2 separate regions of the Sparus aurata genome follow, and region 1 is linked to region 2. The links are chromatin contacts, called in public Hi-C maps. All regions are on one chromosome and are shown on one strand. The core of a region is the stretch at or near the end of the contact, and the rest is flanking DNA. Distances in the headings are between cores, read along the strand shown.

The links. A called contact is a pair of places that touch in the nucleus more often than the background predicts.
Region 1: a contact with region 2 is called in a Hi-C map of an unstated tissue, with 11 times the contacts expected there. The contact joins the promoter of LOC115567674 here to the promoter of LOC115566946 in region 2. A contact is called at or near these places in 2 of 2 Hi-C or Micro-C datasets (skeletal muscle and an unstated tissue).

Annotation. Positions count from the first base shown.
Region 1 is chr17:14,223,245-14,227,506 of fSpaAur1.1, reverse strand. LOC115567674 (double-strand-break repair protein rad21 homolog A-like) reads right to left here and starts at 1,752. Exons shown (of 14, transcript XM_030394493.1): 1 at 1,601-1,752.
Region 2 is chr17:14,041,797-14,046,113 of fSpaAur1.1, reverse strand. It overlaps LOC115566946 (E3 ubiquitin-protein ligase rnf146-like), which reads right to left and starts at 1,350. Exons shown (of 3, transcript XM_030393029.1): 1 at 1,201-1,350; 2 at 410-469; 3 at 1-117. The coding sequence starts at 105. It overlaps mdh2 (malate dehydrogenase 2, NAD (mitochondrial)), which reads left to right and starts at 1,380. Exons shown (of 1, transcript XM_030393032.1): 1 at 1,380-2,952. The coding sequence starts at 1,509. The coding sequence ends at 2,522. It overlaps rspo3 (R-spondin 3), which reads right to left. Exons shown (of 6, transcript XM_030393035.1): 6 at 3,587-4,317.

The sequences.
Region 1 (4,262 bases), core at 503-3,002, 180 kb before region 2:
GAGAAGACACTCTGAAAAAGGGGTACCAAAATGGATGATTAAACTATCAGCAAAGCATCATCCAAATAAAGTGTAAACCCTATCCCTGACGATTAATGACATGGGATCGATTCGTTAACAACGCTGATGTAGCAAGATTGTTACATTGAATCAATGCTTTTGAATTAGAGGCCCACTGATATATGGGTTGGACAACATTGGCCTGTCACAGGTACATCAGTATCAGCATTTATGTTGTCTGATATACTTTGATATTATGCATTTATCTTCTTTCTGAGTTTCTAATGCAGAAAAAGATGCTCCTACTCCTAGTGAAGATAACCGTTTCTGTGCACTGATGCAATTTCAGACAATGAAGATTCATGTTAAATTGTAAACTATCCTCCTTACATTACATATATTTGTCACAGGTGTTTCATTATTACATTTCATGGATGAATACAAAAACGTGTGAATACCGATTGAACAATATCTTAAATTCGAGTATTAGCCCGGCTCTATATTTAAATTACACTTGGATATGTTTATCCAAGTTCTGATTTTTTTTTTTTTTTTTACTATGTCATGGTCCAACTTTCCAGGGACCAGTGAGTGGTCAATCCTGCTGATGCAACACTGATCAGAATAGCCAGGCATTCGAACTTGTGACTGATCTGTAACAATGCAGCGATTATCAGTTGATCAAGGAAAGATATCACCAAGACGCAGATTTGTTTAAATCAATATTTGGATAAGTTTGGGTTTCAGCAACTACTAGCCTGAGAATCATCGCACAGGATGAGGGTGTGTTGTCTCTCAAAGAAACTTTTAACAGTTAACTCACGCTAACGTTAGCTAGCTTAATCATACGATGGAGGCTTACTAGCTTACCTATAACGCTGACCATCAAAACAACACAGCTCCGTCAAAGCACTTTCCCATCTTCATTTGCTTAATGGACAACGATCGTTAATATTATTCATTGTAAAATACCAACGCACGGCATGATAATCAGAAAATGTGGTTTTATCAAAACAAGCGCTGACTTCACTCAAGTTCCGCCTATTTCCCAGTCAGGGAGGCAAACGTTGGAAATCCACATGTCTGCTCTTCTCTTACTCTACTTAATCCAACCATTCATTCTTAAATAGCAGTTACATAACCAAGCGATAAGTTAAAGTTATGAATTTACTTAATATTGCATAATACGTTAAAAGCGCCAAGGGGGTGGTCAACGCCAGTAAATAGTCGGCGCCATCAAGTGGGACGAACTAAATTAGCCGCCAGCTAACTACAAAAGGAGCAATGAGATCGTATGCTGTGCGTTTATTTTGAACATGTTTACACCGTTGTAACTTCACCGAAGTAGAATTATAGCGTTTCTCAACGGCGGACAAAAAAACAACTCGCCCATGAAAAGAAAGCAAAGCACACGGTAACGAGGCGCCCATCTCATACTCATACTTTTTTCCCTCTACCAGCAGAACTGTATCGTTAGCTGGTGGCTAACGGCTCATCGTACAATGAAGGCCGCGTCAAATGAACACAAACGTGCATGCTGATTTCGCCTCTTAAAACACACAAAACAGCGCGCAAATATTCCCTCTGCAGACGCACTTACCGACAGTACCCCTTCTAGAGTGAAAGTCCAATAATTATGTTATTTCTCCCAGCAAATTCTCCCCTGTTGTACTCATTAAAACAGCCAAGATGGCGCCAGTCGCCTTCCTCCCGCTCACCGCTGTCCTTTTAAAATCGGCAGGATGTTTACAGTCAAAAATGGCGGAGGAGGAGTCTGCTGAGGAGGCCAGCGCTGACGGACAGCCCGCCGTGAGCACCGAGCGCAGATAGGGGGCGCTGTGGCACAGTGTTCACCAGACACACCGGCTGATAGATTAATGTAATATTATAAAAATACAGTGTTGTGTTTAACAGAGTACGCATTCAAGGGATGATGAATCCAATACATTTGTTTTAATATCAATATTATATTGTTGTTATATAATACTCCTTTTAGTTTTATTGGAGGGTTCACCTCTTCCTGAGATTGCTGTGTGCACTCTGGGTATTGCATTTAAAAATAATAATAATAATAATGATTGTATGCCTGCTTTCCCCAAATGTCCCATCTGGACCCTAATCTTTTAAAAACAGGTCCCATGTTGTAACACTGGTTATGACATTGGCCTACTGTGACTCACATCTGTGCGTCAAGGGAGTGGCTTAAACAAACTATGGTCTCCCACGTTTTGCCATATCATAGCAGGGAAACACAGGTGCAATCAATAACTCGAGTTTCATTTACATGTCTCAGGTACGGGGCATTGCTGTTGTGCATGCCGCCTAACTGACCTGCCTTACTGGATTTAAGCACAATGTGAAGAGAAACATTTAATAGGATTCACAGTATTAACATGAGGAGATAGCTCTGAAACTACCAGCTTAACAGAGTCAGTTCTGTGAACAGAGTAACTAACAGGGAACTGGATCCACGCAGACTGCAGACAACAATCTCCATACAGTATGTTAGATACAGAGATGAAGAGAAACATGCCTCACAGAGATACTAACTCATCGACAATCCAATTGCAAAATTGGTATGCAGTAAAGCCGATTTGTCTCATAGGCTACAGCATCTGTTGCAAGAGAACTGCTGCCAGTTGAGCATGTTTATGATTTACTAGCAGCAGGGCTCCATGTCACTGTAGTAGGAAGGCTGGTAGATAGCCGAGGCTCCCACAGCAGAGTAAGATGACATTTAGTTCTTACAATCAGCTGTGTTTGAGTCTGGATTTGTCAAATCAGTCAGTGTAAGCATAGCTGGATATCTGCAGTGGCAATGTAGATGGAAAACAAGGTAAAGTCACAGGAGGCACTTGAGCTGAGTGATAATGCATCATAATAACATGATAATAACACTGGCAGTAAGTGGAGAAATAATTCACTAAATGCATTTAATGTGTGCAAATATGCTCCAAAATCAATCAGATGAACGTTCTTATGCACAAACAGGCTCATTGTGAGCTTTAATGAATTATTGCTGTAGGCCAAATTACTAAACAGGATTCCTCTATTAAAAGCCAACAGATGTAAATGAGACAATAATGAATTTTAAGCGGAGTTCAATTTTAAATTGGGAGGAGACTTTCAGTGTGCATCACCAATTTACATATGATCACATTAAATCAGTCTCCTTTGTGTAAGTCCTGTGCAGCATACACAGAACTAGACATATGACTCATTTTAACACTGCACAGCCATGTCTGGATGGTGACACAGTTTTAGAATGCCATCTGTTAAGATATTTTTTTTTCCAGATAGCTGATTGCTCTCTGCTGTTATCATGTGACGGATTCATCCAAACAGCCTCTAAAGCTGAGCTACTTTGTTGATGTACAAGTTGTGAGTCACAAAGTCTGAACACCTGTTTATCTCAGCATACCAAAAACAGGGGCATATTATTATCTAAACAGCTGTATGACATTTTTTATTGAAGCATTTTTATGTGCACACACAAACACGCTGGGAAAATATGTGGGCTAAAAGCAGTGACAGATTTTTTATCTGATGGAGGAATTAGATTCCTTTAATCCTGTGAAATGAATTGTTTCTGGCTAATGGTGCCATAATGTGTAATCTTAACGTATTCAATTATGTCGCCACGGGAAGCCCCTTCTCCACTTCTGTAATGAAACTGCTTCTCTTTGCAGCGGTGTTTGGAAATTACTGCACATGTCTTAAAATTCTATGGAAGAAGATACTCTCACCTTTTATGCGTCATTCTCATTCAAAGTGTAATTAGTTATTAATTAGTGGCGGATTTCTTTTTATTTCTCATCATCTTTCTTGTCCCCTTGATCCTTATTGTACATGGATATGAGTTTCCCTCCTAAATATGCGGTGATGCTCTAAACTCCATTCCAGCATACAACTGGGCAACTTGTGGTCAGAAAAATCATCCATCAAATGGTGTTTTTGGTTGCAATGTGAGAAAGAGACAGGAGCCACCATAGTGACACAATTCTTCAGATACCATGGCAACAAGGCTACAAATTTAATCTATAAGAGAGTGTTACACCACTGACAGCAAGGGGAGGATATTTGTCAAACTTGGCCTCAAGTCACAGTATTTAATCCATCGGTAGGGTAGAGCTCCGACTGCATGCATGCTGTGTCCCATCTCCACTACAGATACACATCTCATCAGTGGGATTAAGAGACTAACTGATTTGCATACCATTAAATCATACAAGCAGACTTTTGGCATTGGATGTGCCCAACAG
Region 2 (4,317 bases), core at 101-2,600:
GCATGATGATTCTGCACTGTTCCCACTTCCACCACCACTGTTGCTGCCTTTCTTACTGGATGGAAGAGAGCTAACAGAGTGGTCTACCTCCCCACAACTAGCCATCCTTAGGAAGTACTGAGGAAAGGGGACAATCATAATACAGATTATAGTAAGCATGTTAGGGATTTTTTTTTTTTTCATTTTGAAAAGGAGAAATTACTATTCAAGATACTGATTATTTTGACTGGTGAGGTATATCATTTGCAATAAAAAACACTTTATTTGCTGTTGGTGTCACGATCATATTTAGCACTCAAATGCAATTCCTCGAAGCCAAACTAACAATTACAAATATCAAATGATACATTAATCTTTATGCCACCTGTGACCTGGAACAAGGCTGACATCCATGATATATAATACTTACTGGAAATAGCCTTAATGCTGATGTATCATGAGGAGAGCTGATGGACCTTCAAACTTGCCACTGCCAAAAGGAAAAGAGAAGTCGGTGAGAACGCATTTGTTTTCAGACTGTCCTGAAATTATGTACAATTTTGACACAATATCAACATTTTCCTTCTTTATCCATTATTTGACAACCTTGCTTTATGTAACAAACAGGTTGCACGTAAACCATGATGTTAAAACGGATTAGCTACAAGTTAGCGTTAATTCACTTAACATTGACTGAAATGAAACCTTAAGGGTTTACATAAGTCTGTGGAACAAAGGGCTGCTCTGTTAACTGTCTGACTACAAGTAGTGAACTGTGTCAGCCACAGTTGCAAGTTTGCGTTCCCCCAGCTGGCCTTATGACAGAGCTGTGATGAGCACAGCTAACGTTACTCGACTCAAATCAACAGCTAACGATCTAATATTCACATTCACTGGTGACAGTCTACAAGCAAACTAGTTTAGCTAACGCCAGATACATAGCAAAGCAGCGAAAAAAGGAAAGCAGTTTGATGTTTCCGTTACGCGTACAGCTAGAAGTCAAACAGTAACGTTACAAAGGGATCTCTCGACTGGCAAAGCGACCATAACAATAAGACCTGTTGTGGCTAACGCTGGCTAGGCTGATGGCAGCTCACTGGCTCCAGCAAATAGACGGAGATCATCTGACGGCGCTAGCTTATTTTAGCATGGCGACATAAACAGCTAGGAGGAGCATTTTCTCGCGACGGAGACGAGGCAACGTCAGCTTACGTACCGTACCGTTGTATTTTGCGGTGTTGGTCAGGTGTACTGTTATAACTCGTATAACGACGCTGATTTACCGACTTCCACTGTTAACTGGCTTTGTTTTCCTCCCCAAAAAGAGGCTGAAATAAAGACGACGACGTAACAGTACGCGCTGACGCAATTTGACGTAACATCGCACGACTGCCTCCATATCCTCCACGCATGTCAGTTAGCAGTCTTCCTGTTCGCTCGTGGCTAGAGGACGTTGGTGTCACAGAGGAGAGGGGCTCTTCAGGTACTTTTGTTTTCATTTAAGTAATAAAAGAAGTCACAGAAACAAAATGTTCTCCCGCGCCGTCAGACCTACCGTCAGCCTCGCTCGGAGCCTGTCCACCTCTACCCAGAACAACGCCAAGGTGGCCGTGCTGGGAGCGTCAGGCGGCATAGGCCAGCCGCTCTCTCTGCTCCTGAAGAATAGCCCCCTGGTGAGTCAACTCTCCCTGTACGATATCGCTCACACCCCCGGAGTGGCTGCGGACCTCAGCCACATCGAGACGAGGGCCCAGGTAACCGGCCATATGGGTCCCGACCAGCTGGATGCTGCTCTGAAGGGCTGCGACGTCGTGGTGATCCCCGCCGGTGTGCCAAGAAAACCAGGCATGACTCGTGATGACCTTTTCAACACCAACGCCACCATTGTAGCCACCTTGGCCGATGCCTGCGCCCGCAACTGCCCCGAGGCCGTGATCTGCATCATTGCCAACCCTGTCAACTCCACCGTCCCTATTACTTCAGAGGTCATGAAGAAGCATGGAGTGTACAACCCCAACAGAGTGTTTGGTGTCACAACGCTGGACATTGTCAGAGCAAACGCCTTCGTTGCAGAGCTTAAAGGCCTTGACCCAGCTCGTGTCAACGTCCCAGTCATTGGAGGTCACGCAGGCAAGACCATCATTCCCCTCATTTCCCAGTGCACACCAAAGGTGGAGTTCCCTGCCGACCAGCTGTCTGCTCTGACTGGCAGGATCCAGGAGGCTGGCACAGAGGTGGTGAAGGCCAAGGCTGGAGCTGGATCTGCTACCCTCTCCATGGCCTACGCTGGGGCCCGCTTCACCTTCTCCGTCCTGGACGCCATGAATGGAAAGGAAGGTGTGGTGGAGTGCGCCTATGTCAGGTCCGAGGAGACAGAGTGCAAGTACTTCTCCACACCTATCCTCCTGGGGAAGGGCGGCATAGAGAAGAACCTCGGGCTGGGCAAGCTGACTGCCTTTGAGGAGAAGCTGGTGGCTGACGCCATGGATGAGCTTAAGGCTTCCATCAAGAAGGGCGAGGATTTTGCGGCAAAAATGAAGTGAACTGGGGGCACTGAATTAGTTGAAAAGAAACCGCTGTGATTGATCTTTTGTTGCGTCTTAACTTAAAAAGCATCTGGGTGAATCTGAACATCTGTCACAGTGTTTCCTCTTACATTTCTGTTAAAGCAGTAGGGTCGTCTGATCCCAAAATCACGGTTTTTCCTGTGCTTCATTTCCCCTACTTTTTTAAACATGGCTTTACCCTTGCACTTATGATTTGTGTACATACTGTACTGTGACTTGACTATATTTTGCAAATGTCAAACTGAAACAATATCTCATATATTTTCATGTACAGTCTTCAGTAGTGGAAATCTCTCTGCTGAATGAACGAGGGGAAATACTGTCATCTTACCTGTTGATGAAAATAGATGTTACTGATGAGCAAAAGTACCTACTCCACCAATAAACAAGTTTAGCTTTAAGAAAACGATTCTTTATTTCTCTGTTTTATGATACAAAAACAATTTGGCTTGAAGGTGTACACCTGAAACGGACTAAATGTGAATGACGGATGTGGACACTTTTTCATGACACTAAGCAGATTGATTCTAAAATTTCAAAATGATACACCATCTCACAATACAATTCTGGTTCATAGAAAGGTAACAAATGGTGGTTAAAATGAATCGAACACTTGTGTCACATCAGTTAGAAATGTAAATCTTGCTGTGAAGTTGTGGCTACATGATAGATTTCATAGTTTGTAATAAAAAAAAAAGGGCCGGCTGTCTGCAAAAAGCATAGTCGTGAGTAGTAAGGACTGCAGTAGCTTGATTACCCTGAAAAACATGTTTGAGTGAGGAACAAGTTATTGTAGGTGTAATAAGATGGTTGCCACAGAGTATTTTGTGGCTTTATGACCTCTCACAGTTGGCTTACAAATGTTAAGGTATTACATAATGTGATGCCCTACTACTTCACCCCAATGGGCTCACAGCAACCTTTGACTCAACATTTGATAGCTGCACACTGTACTTGTTTTCTGTCGACCCCGAGGTGGTTTATAGCGTGTCGATTGCCCAAGATGGGGAGTAACATGATAAACAGATAACAGACGCAGATACAAACCCATTATAGTTTTATTTGACATACAGGTGCTTTTGGTTCCTAGTCAGGGAGCTTTATTGAGAGCACAGATTCCATTTACACAAAAAGAGAAAAAAAACAAACAAAAAAAACAAATAATAGTAGATTAGATTTATCACATATTTGGATAAAACTAGCTTCAGTCTGAGACACACAGAACACATGTTTATGGTTTTCAGTTTTTGACCCTTGGATCCGCAGCACGCAGGCTCTCCTACATCTGTCATTTGCAGTGATTATGAAATGTCACAAGATGGCAATAGCAAACTCACTTTTCATTTTTTTTTTTTTCTTTACAAATTCTGCACCAAATAAAATAAAGAGATCTAAAGAACAGGAACAACAATAATAAACAATTGTTCTACATAATGTTGCAAAAATCTACATTCAAAAACCAAGACGCGCAATGTTGTACCGGGGGCCCCATTAAATAACCATATCAACAAGCACAGTCATAGTAGAACGTCTCTGTCTGTCCGTCTGTCTGTCTCTCTGCCGGTCCTCCACACAGCCACAGACGTTTGCTCTCTCTGTTATTCAGTCCCAGCAGCAGTCTCAGCAGTGTCTCCTGCACTTTTCAATAGAGACTCACTCTCAGTGGTGAAAGCGAAGGAGTAGAGGCTACAGGGTAGATTTAAACAAAAAAAAAAAAGACTTTTTAAAGTCTGTAGTGGCCCAGGCTTTGTGGCTGAATGTGCCCCATCTT